Regions from separate parts of the Gossypium arboreum genome. Here region 2 is linked to region 1. A link is a contact called in public Hi-C data. All regions are on one chromosome and are shown on one strand. Each heading gives the region's core, a stretch centred on a gene start, on an enhancer-like site or on the middle of the called end of the contact. The rest is flanking DNA. Distances are from core to core; before and after follow the strand shown.

Region 1 (2,726 bases), core at 181-2,680:
TTCGCTTTGCTAGTGAGTCTGAATACTCACTTGTATCCGAATCTGTGCCATCACACATCTCCAAAACATAAATATATATATATGGAACCAATGAAATCAATCAATACAAAAATCAGAGATCATCATACAAAGTAGTCTCTAACGTGGCGTACCAATTTAAATCATTGGAATTTGTGCTGACCCGTCAAAATTACTACTTAAAAAACTGAAATCTACTATTTATGTACGGGCAATGATGCATGTGAGCAAGGCAAGCTAGAGAGAGGGAGAGAGTACCTACTGTGGGCAATGGCTGAGCATACGAAAAAGGTGGTTGTAATAGTGGTGTAGGAGCAGCTGTCGGTAGCGGAAGTTGCGGCGGTGCTGTTAGAGGTAATGGAACTGCAGCTGGAATAGGTGGAAGTTGATGTTGCAATATAGGAGGCAGTTGCACGCTAGTAATTGGTCTATCCATAACATCCGGTATGTTGGGAATGGGAAGTGAGCCACTAGCAGTGGCAGTAGCAAGCAGAACCACCCTTTGACCTCCTTTCTTATCCACCACCTCCTCCAAACACTCAGATATCTGGCGCAGCATGTTAGTAGGCAAGTTCTTTTCTTTTCTTTCATTCTTCTCCATTTCCCAATAAGATCCTTGGTTATCCCCAGCTCCAGCTGTTCTCCTTTGGTACTCTCTCACTTTCTTGTAGTCCCTCATGAGATTATCCCACTTGTCATTGCACTGGTTTTGGCTCCTCAAACACCCTCTACTCCAACAATAATCTTCTACCCATTTCCATCTCAGCTCTGTTGGTTTGCCCTTCCCTTCACCCTCCCAGCTTTTCTTCATTCTTCTCTCATCATCCATCTTCTTTGCCTCAATCAATACCATTGTTTCATTAACAGTCCAGTTCCCTTTCCTATATTCCCTCATTCCAATGTTGTTACCACCTTGATCAGCCATCGCCAAAGTGCCTGCAACACCCTAAAATAACATAGGGAGAGAGAGAGGAAAGAGAAGCTGGAGCTAGATATTAACCCTTTTTACAAGAATGAAACTTAGGCCAAGGAATTAACGTGAGTTCAAGTCAACCTAAAGAAAATGATCAGTGACTAGATAAACATAAAGAGATTATGCTGTTTCATGGTTTTGGCGATTTCTAGAAGAGAATTAAATGTATTCTTATATTATGAAAAAGAAAAGGAGAGAACCAGCAAAAGCCATTCAAATTATCAAATGAAATCTTCTAAGTTTAAAGTCGAAATCTAAAACTACTTATTCAAACCACTGCCTCCCTACAAAGTGAGAGAGAGAGAGAGAGAGAGAGAGATCTAACTACCATTAATTATAACAAAAGGCCAAGCATATCCACTCAAACTGACACAACAATGAACCCCTAAAAAAAATTTTCAGAGAGAGAAAGAGGAGAGAGAGGGTTGTTTTTCTAGGAAAGGGTAGACAATTAGGGATAGAGAAAAAGATATATACTGTGGGGGGAGAGTGTTCACCACCATGTAAGCCCTGTGGCAAAAGTGATTAAGGGTGAGTTTGGATAGGCTTTGTGTTTAACTGCGATTAGTGTAAAAATAGTGATGGCGGTGAGATTAAATACTATAGCGATACTGCAGCGTGAGATAAAAAATAAGTTAAACACACTGCACCGCAGTCAATCGCCCATCCAAACGAAGCCTAAGCCACCAATCATCACTCAACTTTTCAACTACATCTATATCTTTCTTCCCTACAATTTAAAGTAATGAAAAAATAATTAAACACACATTTTAACAACTTTACAAACCTTCTCAGACAACACGTACTTACATGCCTCAAAGGAATTCTCCTACTTTTTAAAGTAATTTATGTCCATGTCGCATTTGACTTTAAACTTCACTGAAAAGTAAATTCGAACACAAGATTGACTTGTCCACTTTTTTTTTTTTCAAAAATAAAAAGGCACCTGCAATATTAATATGATATGTTCATAGTGATCAATAAGATACAGGCAATGAGGCAATGAATAACAAGCGTGGCGTTATATTTCCTGTAAACAAGATCAGACAAGAGAGATCTACATTAAAAGACTAAACAAATCGGCAAACAACACCCTAATCATTTGGTTAGGCTTCTTAAATAAGTCCCACGCCATGCAAAGAAATAGCTAAGAGAAACGAGTAGCAGAATGTGTCACATGGTAACGTTGGGGGGATTATTACATAAAACACCCTTTCAAGGGTTTGGTGGTTTGGACAATGCAATTTAATTATAAGACGAAGGGAAACAGTTTTGGTCTTTTGGGGATAACAAAGATGTCAATTTCGTCTTTTAAGGCAAGACATTTAAAGGCTTCAGTGCCACATCAGCAACCCTTTTCTTTGCTTTTCATTTGTCTGCCAGCTAGGACCGGAAAATGTGGTAGAAAAACTTCTGCCATGGGGTCACTTTGACTAGGGTTTTGACCAAAGAGAGGACCATCCATGGGGTCTCATGACTAGTCCTTTCGTTCCAAGTTTTTGGCTCGCTCTTTTCACTTTACCTGTACAAAACCAACCTATATAAATCCTTGAAGTAGCGTTTTTATTTTAAATTTTAGATTAATTTAAAAACAATATATTGAATAATAAAATATTTAAAAATGGAATATTTATGATAAATTTTCAAATGCATAAATTTCTTAATCGCTATTTGAATTTGAAAATTTGAAAATATTGAATTTAACAAATCCTATTTTTATACTTTTCATATAATT
Region 2 (2,796 bases), core at 26-2,525, 300 kb before region 1:
GGTATATATTCTTCAAAGAGATTCATGGTTATCTCGAGTTGTGTATATATATATATGTATATCCCTTAAACATCTACCAATCACTATATTGCAGTGATTTAGCTATGGTATAATCAACTACAGGCCTAAGTTCATCCCAGTGTTCTTGTCCGAAGTATTCATCAGCTGCATTTGGGTTAGAAAAGCTTAAATATGATGGAAGCACTTGAGTTGTTGCTGCAAACAACTGGTTCCCTCCAAGGAAATGATCATTCTGAAGCTTCCTTTCGATCCCCTTATCATCTAAAACTCCGAAATTCTCTACCTTCAAACTATTTTCCGATTCTACACTGCATGCTCTAGAGCTGCTGGCACTAGTATTAGTATTTTGTTTATTCTTCTTATTTTGCCAATCTGATGCAAACTTTCTACTTGAAACATCCCGTTTAAAGATTCTGCAAAGTGTCCAAACTTCCTGTAACAACTCCCTCATACAAGATTAGAAAAGGAATTTCAAGAGAGAGAAGGAAATTTTAACTAGTTGAAATGGATCTTACAGCTTCTGGCAAGTTGTCCTTGTTGGTGCTTGAGAGAGTAGTTGTGGAGGGTGGTGGGAGGCGAAATTCATGCATCATCCAATCAGTTTTAGTGCCTTTCCCTGCACTCCCCTTGTAATAAACCAAGGATTTCTTCAGGCCTATGCAATCATGAAATCCACCTACCGAATATATAGGCTTGTCGATCCCAGTAGCTTTCCAGAATCCCGACCCTGTTACCCTGTTTGGCCTTATGCTGTTCCTGTATTTTCTTCCTCTTCTACAAAAGAAGTACCATTCTTTCTCTGTACCACTGCTCAGTTTGCTAACTTCTGCACCATAATTAGTTAGCAATTAATAAAAAAAATAGTACATAAAGAAACTGTGAAATTAACAAGAAAGAAAATGAAGATTATTGAATCATACTTGGAAGATCCCAAGGATCATGTTTGTAGATATCAACATGTTTGATTATGTCAATACTAAAGAGTTTCTTCTCCACTTTCCTTCTAAGATAAAACCCCACAAGCTCTTCGTCAGTAGGATGGAATCGAAAACCAGGGAGCAAAACATCTTCATCTTCAGAGATCATCTTCTCCATCACCTCCATTTCTATGCGCCTTACTATTTCTTTTACCACTTTAAGATACATTAACGTAACAGGCCTTATATTGTTTTAAGATGTGACCATGGGTTTTTAGTCAAAGTCAGCCTGTTTGACTGGAAATATGAGATTGCTTGCTTCATATTTGAAGACTTTATAGCCGGTAGAGATTTTGTTGGTTTGTAGATTTTTCACCAAAGAAAAAGACAATTAAAATCTTTATTTGAGAAAAAGAAAAAGAAGAGAGCATTTGTCCCTGGAATATCTAACAAGAAAAAGAAAAGTCATTATAAAAAGGTTTGCCTTTTTCACTAAATATCTTTCAAACACTCCTCTATCTTTTAAAATTCGATATTACATTCTCTCTTTAAAAATATAATGTATATTACCGTCATATCCAATCAAAAGTTTATTTTTAATATTGAAAATTTATTATCTACTTTACAACATTTCATATTAATTTTCATATATTTTAGGAAAGAGGTTTTTCTTTATGCATTTAACAAAAATATATAATAATATTAATAATTTAACTTAAATTTTGAAATATTTTTCTAAAAATAAAATATAAACATTAAACTCTAAATTTTTAAAGAATACAGCAACTTATCACTCATTTAAACCAGTATCTTAATATATTAAAGTTCCTAAGGGTTTGAAATCTAAGAAATCTGAAGACTATTGACTTCATTATTTTAATTGAGTCTCGAATTAATATGGCTGCTGCAAAAGTCTTTTCATGATGTGAGTTAAGGACTTATATTACATACAAATTTATATAGGTTAAATTTTGTTTAGTAAGAGGTATTATATCTAAGCTGTGAATTTATTTTTATTTATTTTAATTTTTAATTTTAAATTTGAAATTTTAATTTTAATTATTAAATTATTAAGTTTTGATATTTTTAAAATATCATGCAATAAACGAGTTATTTTTAAAATAATTTAAATTAATTAATTATTTATGAAAATAACTCATTTGTAAAATTATGTCCAAAATGACAAAATCTCGGTATCATCGTTACCATTGGCGGCACCACCCTTCATGATAGGCCAATCATTGGCTGGTTTTAAAAAAGAAATGTATTTTTTTGAGTGCTGTCGTTGCTATTGACGGTATTAGATTGAAGTGTGATTATATAAAACGTTCAGAGACTTGATGAAACAATTACCCTTTTTAGATTGGATAAAAAAGATGGCACCGGCACCAAATTAAATAATTTTAAACTTTTGGTCTATTTGCATGTTAGGTCTGTCCACTTTTGAAATTAAACTTAAATAACCCTTAAAAAAATATAAGAACAAAAAAATAAGCCCTTTTATTTTTTTATTTTTTAAAACAATAAACTTAAAAATATATATAAATTTCTTATTTAAATTACCCAAATATATCTATAAAGAATTTTCCTTTTAAGTAAAAATTCTTATTTAAAACTTGATGAAATTTCTTGAGGATATATTTCGTAATTTAAATAAGAATTTTATATAGTATTGTAATTTTATTGTTTTAACTAAATAAAAAGAAAATCGTTTATTTTTGTTATTCTTATATTTTTAACTGTTATTTAAATTTAATTTTAAAATTATACAGATCTAACATTGAAATAGACCAATATGTTACAAAGCATTTAATTGGGTGTTGCCCTTCTTTCATCTAATCTAAAAGGGTAATTTCTT

What was found. Hi-C and Micro-C count contacts between places; a contact is called where the count stands out from the background.
Region 2: a Hi-C map of leaf shows a contact between it and region 1, with 2.0 times the contacts expected there. The contact joins the promoter of LOC108485835 here to the promoter of LOC108478878 in region 1. A contact is called at or near these places in 2 of 5 Hi-C or Micro-C datasets (both in leaf).

The regions. Positions count from the first base shown.
Region 1 is chr6:19,660,031-19,662,756 of ASM2569848v2, reverse strand. It overlaps LOC108478878, which reads right to left and starts at 1,430. Exons shown (of 2, transcript XM_017781335.2): 1 at 277-1,430; 2 at 1-42. The coding sequence starts at 943.
Region 2 is chr6:19,962,307-19,965,102 of ASM2569848v2, reverse strand. It overlaps LOC108485835 (transcription factor JUNGBRUNNEN 1-like), which reads right to left and starts at 1,275. Exons shown (of 3, transcript XM_017789683.2): 1 at 942-1,275; 2 at 537-847; 3 at 1-454. The coding sequence starts at 1,167. The coding sequence ends at 74.